Regions from separate parts of the Mus musculus genome. Here region 2 is linked to region 1. Evidence: chromatin contacts called from public HiChIP or PLAC-seq data. All regions are on one chromosome and are shown on one strand. The core of a region is the stretch at or near the end of the contact, and the rest is flanking DNA. Distances in the headings are between cores, read along the strand shown. Region 1 overlaps Gprin3 (GPRIN family member 3). Region 2 holds the start of Gprin3 (GPRIN family member 3).

Evidence for each region. HiChIP or PLAC-seq counts read pairs in DNA pulled down with a chosen protein or histone mark.
Region 2: a contact with region 1 is called in a BATF HiChIP or PLAC-seq map of CD8 T cells, with 14 read pairs. The contact joins the promoter of Gprin3 here to the enhancer-like site in region 1. A contact is called at or near these places in 5 of 39 promoter capture datasets (the 3T3-L1 cell line, 3T3-L1-derived adipocytes, liver and 1 more), 1 of 15 datasets of contacts at CTCF or cohesin (CD8 T cells), 16 of 484 Hi-C or Micro-C datasets (CD8 T cells, CD8 central memory T cells, Th1 cells and 7 more), 7 of 115 datasets of contacts at active chromatin or transcription factors (CD8 T cells, effector CD8 T cells, embryonic stem cells and 3 more) and 2 of 9 other capture datasets (embryonic stem cells and pancreatic islet).

Annotation. Positions count from the first base shown.
Region 1 is chr6:59,349,845-59,353,582 of GRCm38.p6, forward strand. It overlaps Gprin3 (GPRIN family member 3), which reads right to left. Exons shown (of 2, transcript NM_183183.3): 2 at 2,617-3,738. The coding sequence ends at 3,185. Among named protein-coding and RNA genes, the nearest start is that of Gprin3, 75 kb to the right of the region's middle. Within about 2 kb of position 1,742, at least 9 of the 459 cell types and tissues checked have an H3K27ac peak or open chromatin away from gene starts, as enhancers often do. A contact at or near this core is called in CD8 T cells and cerebellar granule neurons, where this site is marked.
Region 2 is chr6:59,424,258-59,427,995 of GRCm38.p6, forward strand. Gprin3 (GPRIN family member 3) reads right to left here and starts at 2,049. Exons shown (of 2, transcript NM_183183.3): 1 at 1,903-2,049.

The sequences.
Region 1 (3,738 bases), core at 492-2,991:
GAACAATCACAGTTTAAATAAGAACTCTAGTATTTTCTTGGTAGGTGGTATAACATCTTTACATTGTAAGTGGTGAATGAACTACCAGACCCTGAGTTCCACTTCTTTTATTACTGATGCCAGAAATATTATCTACTTATTTCTTTAATAAAAAATTTACTACCTATATTTCAAGATCTAAAATGTATTAGGAAGGTACAAATGACATGTGAAAGAAATTAATGTTATAGTATTTTGGAGTAGGTCAAGTCAAAGCCCAAGATCTGGGCCTCAGTGATATCTGAGCTCTACATCATCTATGAACTTTTGGGGTGTGTAAAAGCGCAGGTCCTGCTGATCCAAACTGGATGATCTCTATGACACAGGGCAACAATAGGATAACCAGGAGGAGTCCCAGTGAAGAGCCAATATTGATAGTATTACAGAAGCCAGAGAACTTGAACCAGACCAATGATACATTGCAATAAACATTTGCAAGCAACGATGTGTGTACAGAGAGATATACTGTGGGACATATTGTGATGTACTACAGCTTCCATGATGAAAAGGTTTTTATGTTTTGTTTTATTTCTGTTTGTTTGTGTGTTTGTTTTCAGGGGAGGTGGCAAGGGTAGATGGCAGTTATGAGAGGAGAGGAAGATAAGTGGTGGAACTGGGGTACATGATGTGAAAATCACAAAGAATCCATAAAAAGTTTTTAAAAGAAAGAAAAAATTAATGATAGACATAAATAACTCTTAAACTAGTGTATGTCACACAGATAAAGCAAGAACAGTGATAGAGTGATATCGATCTATCTTGGCAGACAGAGCCTTTCAGGAAAGCCATTGTGTGCCTACCTGGATGAAGAAGACAGGAGGCCTCAGTGATATCCTGAAGGCTGGACTATGTGTCATGGACTTATGGAAAAAGAAAAAAAATTAAATAGGGTTTTACTATGTGAGTATCTATGGATAGGTACCATATGAACACCTGAGAAGATTTGCAGCTTAATGTATCCATTTGGAGAAGCAATTTCCACGGATTGTTCTCAAACCTCTCAATTTTGTAGGATGCAAAAGGAAAAAGCAAAAATCTATTTGTGCCATTTTGTGATGTTTCTAGAGTCTCTGTCCAAATGAAGAGTTTAGTTCTCATATCAAAGAAAACCAAATTTACTAATCAAATATTTCTTCTTAAGGTTTTCCTTTGAGAGGCACCATACCAAAATGAGCAGTTTTGATTTACTGAATTTGGGAAAGATGCCTACAAGTCTCTCAAGCTAAACAATCTAAGTATTGCATGTTTACTTTAAATCTGCAAACATTATTGCTGATTAGAATTATCTTTTCTCTCCTATTTGACCGTAGGAATAGCCCGTTGTAGCACTTTTTGACTAAGGATTCCTAGGGCGCACCATCTGGAGTGGACCCTGTGGACAGCTGCTCCTGTGTGCTTGTGTATACATGGTATGAGTGCTGACATGTGACAGAAGGCCTGGGTGTGTGTAAGTTAGGAGGCAGAAAAAAATCCTGGCAAAGGTGTGTGAGGCAAATAACTACTTACAGTAAAAGGGAGAGTTTTATTCTAAATCTCTAATCATTAATATAGCAATTTGATTGGTAATTTGACAGTAATTCCTACTTTATAAAGCATCCTTAATAGAAGCCAATTAGTAAGAAGCTGAAAATGTGCCTTATTAAGAAATTCATTATAAGTTCCAAGTATAACACTGTAATTATCATTCTCCAACTGGAAGGGTGCTGTCACCGTGGCCTACTTATGCAGCTACATACTCAGTTAAATTGCTCTTGTAGAAATCAAATGCAATGTAGCTCAGGATTCGGAGCACAGGTATAATTTTTATGTTTTTAATCTACAAAATAGAAATAAACTGAAAGAAAAACAAAACAGATATGTGGCTGTACCACTGATATTTGAGTCTCTAAAGTAAAAATAAGATACACGGCAGGTCCTGTTTTCTAGCTCATCAGGAGTGATTTTAGCAAAGGTTATTGCTCTTCCTTCCACATCTAAGTCTGAAGTGTTAACTGCAACCTTCAGATTAGCTTTGTGTAGACGATGAAGGTTGGGAGGAAGGCCTGCCCTAAACCTTCACCATGCTCCTTCTTCATCCTACCCCAGTGCACAAGCTGCTGCTGCCACCCCAACTCAGTGAGTCAAGGATGTTCCCATGCATGCCATTCCTGGAGAAACCAGTGAGGGAAGATGGCCACCCAAAGTTCAAACTGATTTCATGAAGACCTCTGAAGTGTAACAGCATGTCTCTTAAAAGTGATAAATCTGAAGCAATCTAGGTTGTACATTTAAGCAATCAGAACCTGTTAGCAGAGGACACACTTACAATACAAAATTTAACTATCCTCCTTAGTCTCATGACTCTAGTCACATACACTTCCTCTAGTGTAAGAAAATACCATTTTAATGTGGTCCAAAGCACAGGGATGCGCTTTGCATTTAATGCAGGAAAATGTGTACATATAAATTCATGTTTAGTATAGGCAGTATTCATATCTGGAGGTATAGGTAACTTTTCTAACAAGAACTTGTTCACATAAAAAGGGTTAGCTTTAGATGTCTATAGCCAGTTCATATTTGTTTTTTTTATACATTTTTGAATATTTTCATTTTATCTTATTTGTCCCTGGGATAACATACATTTGTTTTTCAAGTTTTCACATTAAGGTTCTTAAAAGCTACTTAAACATTTGTGGTTCTAGCATCCTCTTGTGGTACTTGCAACATTTTGTGGTACTAGCATTCTTACCTCAGTAATACCAGAAATTACCACAGTGTTGTTAGTAGTTGTTTTTGCTAGTTTTAGTGTAAAGCAGCTATTTTAGTGGAAATACCATCCTGTGATAGACTGAGGTGAAAATACCGAATGACTTCTGTGTATAAATAATGTCCTTAAAAACCACAGTGACGATCATTTCTTCTGAACTCGTGCAAGCTGTAAGCTTTGCTTCACTCTTGTATTCTATCAGTGGGAAACAGCATTTTATTTGTGGAAAACCCAACAATTCCTAATAGCTAATTTTTAAATCTAATAGTTGCGTTTACTCCTAGGTCTCTCAGAAAACAACGACAACAAACCTAAAACAAAACAGAAATCCAAACGTCTAAGCTTTGACACAAATAGACACAAGGAATACCACAGCTCGTACACTAGTGCAGTTCCCTTTTAGTCCAGCACAGAGGACGGAGCAGGGCGGACACAGCAGTTGGGGCGCCGGAAGTTTTGCAGCATGGACTGCAGAACACCATGTTGTCTCCCTTTAAGCTTCTTACTTGAAGAAGAATCTGAGGAAATTGATCTTCGAGTCTGGCCACTTTGTGTTTTAACTATCTTCTCATGTTCCCTAATTTGTCTTTGTAAATGGTTCTGGATGGCAACTCCCAGGGACTCTGGGTCCAAGGAAGCACCATACACCTCCCAGGTCATGCCCTGGTCATCCCACACCACATCCCTCACTCGCTTGGACTGTTTCAGATGCAGCTTGGAGTCTGCACCCAGCTGTTTCTTCTTCTCTCCAGGTGTGAGGCCCACCTGAGCAGCAGCTGCTGTCACACTGAGCTCCTTCAGGAACTCGCTGACCCGGCTGCCCCTGCGCGGGCTGGCCTTGACTGAGAGAGAAGGGGTCCTCTTACCTGAGCCTGGGCTCGAGTCACCTGTGCCATCTGATGGCAGGCTCAGACTCATGACTGTCTTGGGCTGCCTGAGTTCTTCCAAGGTGT
Region 2 (3,738 bases), core at 799-3,298, 75 kb after region 1:
CATTCTGTGACTCCATCCCTGGTAGTTATAGGCTTCCCTGTAAGTTGCAGATTTGTGACAAAACTCTAACAATGAAGGATAGCTCTGTCTAAATACATCTTTTCTGGTATATTTCAGGCATAATCAAGAAAATTTTAGAGGAACCAATAATTATGCTGGGAAAGTCTTTTGAGACAACCAATCACTGAAATTTTAGTGCATCCTGTTGGAAGCTCACTTCCTCTCCAACCACAGTTGACCTGATTCAGTTAGTTCCTCAGCCCTCTATCCTGTGAGGGTGCCATGTTGTGCCATGCCATGTCCACAACAGTACTTGGTGATTAGGTCTTGGCACATCACAGCAGATCCTCATTTGCTGTGTCTCCTTGAGTCCCTGGTATGTTTCTGGAACTCCTTTTAATGACTGAACATCCTGTCTGGTGATAGGAGTGATGATTGATACGTTGTTTTCCTGTTTACAATCAATACAGTTGTTCCACTAAACACATGCACACACCCATGGGGCACACAGACTCGACCGAAACCAAACACATTCTCTGTGACTCTTTGTCAGAGAACATTATCTATGAATACTCTGTCCATTGGAGGAGAGCAATAGAGAAGACTTCTTTGCCCTGTGACTCATTATCTCTATTCCCACCACTGTTTCTCAGGGCAGGCCTATGGTGAACACCATGGGAAGAAAAGAATAGTTTATAACGAAAAAAATAGGCTCATTCAGGAGAGGTATGCTCAAAGCATTATCAAGGTAAAATATGCAGAAGTGCCAACAAGAGCAAACAAAAGCCCACGCAAGAGCTGTGTAAATATTTCATGAAGCTAAGCCTTAATCACTCTCTCTCCAAATCTTTCTGGTGGTGTAAACACTTCAGTTTCTTCCAGTCCTGTCATGACCCAGATTCCATGAAAAAAATATAAATAAATAAAATGAAAACATGGACCTACGGATCTCGAACAAAACTGTTGTGAAAACGGAAGGAAGGCAGCAAACACCTTCAGAAAGGTGGTTCCCAGCTGGATGGCTAGCTAAAGCTCCTTTCTTTCCCAACCCCTCTAGGCTTTTGCCTTTCCCCCACCTACTCAGCTGCTCTCACATCATCCCAACCTTGAACTGCCTACATGCAACCAGTGACCTCGCTTAACACCCCTTCAAAAGCCCTTGAACTCTGATGTGCCTAGGCTGCCTTTCCTCCACCTCAATCTACTTTCCAGTGTCTAAGACTCCTCTTTCCACTTCCCTGTTGCTGTGTACTAGAAGAACATGTCAGGCCTTTGTCATAATGTACCCGGAGACAGGTTTACCACTTCTACTTGCTACCATGATTGAATGTGGTTCCAAAGTTCACCTCTAGACACTGAACATGCTCTACAATGACTTCCCTTTATCATCCTCAGTCGACCTTCCTCGTCTCTCCCTTCCGACCTCATGAAGAAATATACATGCAAATGTATTAATAAATACACACACATACACACATATAATCGAGCATATTGAATACGACTAAGTTTTTACCTTACAGCAAATAATCATAGGAAAATAATAAAGAAGGCAATCACACACACACACCCTTCTTCGAGTATTCGTTGTGTGCATATCTTACTGATTAGGATTTCTAGCTCAGAAGCAGCAAGCGGCTTCTCTTTTTTTTCTTTTTACCTTTGGGTCAGAGCTTAAGGGAGTAATAACCTTGCAGAGATATACATCACCTGCAGGGCGCACAGCCCCTCCTGAGGAGCAGGGTGGCAGCAGCGGCTGGGGACCATAAGCAACAGGCAAAAGATCCACGAACAAATGTGGGACCTAATTCCTCCTTCACCAGCACAGGGACATTGCCAGGCTCCGGTCTCCAAGGCTGGCCACTGGGCCAGGTGGCCGCGGGGGCGGCTCCTTTCCGGGCTTACCTGCTCCGGTGGGGTGTCCCCCGCTGGGCCGCTGTCTGCGCGGTGCTGGGCTTCTAGTCGATTCCCAGCCCTGGCTCTGCCACACTGCTGCTGGGTGACTTGAGCAGTCCCCTGCAGCCAGGAGCCAGCTCTGCGCGATCAGGAACTGAGATTACTATGCCAAGAGCTGAGGCGGCGCTGCAGCGGGGCGGAGACCAGCAGCTTCTACGCTGGGCGGTGAGCCAGCAAGGAGGTGGAGTTCACGTGCGGGCAGATCCACGCCAGCTAGGCGCGCCCCTCCGCTGTGACCAGGCCCCAGTGGCTGAGTCCCGCCTGCACCCAGACAGGCAGCAGCCTCCCTGCGAGCTCCTACCCAGCCAGCCCTCGAGGCCCACAGCTCAGGGAGCCTAGCGCCCTGGGGGAGCTTAGGGGACTGGCTGACTGTGCCTCTGGTGCAAGGGAACCAGTGACAGATGGAAAGTTAAGATGGAGATTAGGGAAAAGGGCTGGGGACCCAGAGAGACTCAGCAGGAAGTCTGGCCCTCACTCCCTCTAGCAATTCACTATTCACTCTGTCTCTGTATAGAGTAGGTGGCTCCTCACAAAGTCTTGTGCAATGATATGAAAGCAAGCAGACAACAGGCGTTTACTATGTTGTGAAATGGACAATGTATTAAGTATTTAGAGTTGTCACTGCAAAATGTTCCGGTCCCTCTCCTGCATTACTAACTCCAAGAGTGTAGATGGCTTTGGAGACAGCCCCTTTGAGCTGCTGCTGCAACACTGTGAAGTCTACTGAGCTGCTGTAGATGGTGCTAAACAACACCACAAGAACTATTATAACTGAGTATTTGTTTGCAAAAATTGCAGCTATAATTCACACAACTACTTATTAAGGGGGTGTTACTCCTTTTTTTTAGAAACTGCTTGAGAGTGGGGTAGTAAGCAGCCTGGCTGGCATTCAAACCTCTCAGAGATATCATCTTTCAGCTACAACTCAGGGCTTACCTAGGGATTCTGTTGAGATGATGTTTGTATCAGAGCCCAAGGATCAGAGTTTTTGTTTGTTTGTTTGCTTGCTTGTTTGTTTTTAACAGATTCCCACCCAGGTCGTGCTGAACAGTCTCAGTCCTTAGGCCAGGGAGTTTAAATATGTTTCTTTGGTGTTGGTTGTAGCTACTTCCTAAAGGTGGATTAAGACAGATTTTCAGAAGTTATATATTCTCTCTTTAGCAAAGAAGTGGGAAGCAGTTCTCAAGGTTCCCTTTGGTTGAAGGAAGAAAGAAATGAAAAGGTTGCCAGTAGCCCTAGGTCATCCCTGAAATAGCTTTCTCAGAGGAGCGGCTGGAGTGTAAGAGCTGTTTCCAGGTTCTTTGCCTCTTAACCAAAGAGCTCAAAGTAAGGGCTCATACTGATTTGTAAACAGAACAAGATGACTTTGTGTGGAAGGAAGTGGCAGTTTGGAGTCCTAGGGACTACAGCCCAGCAGACCACATGAGTGAGTGTACCTAAGTCTAATTAGTGTTTGAGACTCCCTATATTAGGTTCAATAGAAGAAAGATCTGGTAACAAGGGGCAGGACTTGGGTGTCTATTTGATTGATAAATAGGTTTTATGTTCAGTTCTTCTACACACTATCTTTTCTTATACTACATCTTATTTCAATCACATACACACTTAGTTACTACATAATCAACGTCTCTCCTGCCATGTAAGGTAAGACACAGTGACAGGTCGCTATGATCAAGGAGTACATATGGTTTTTATTCTGCCTTCTGGCTGCATGGAGTGAGTCCTGATGCTTCTGCTTAGCTTCTTTCCTCTGCTGGCATTTCAGACTGTTAGACAGTTCCTCCA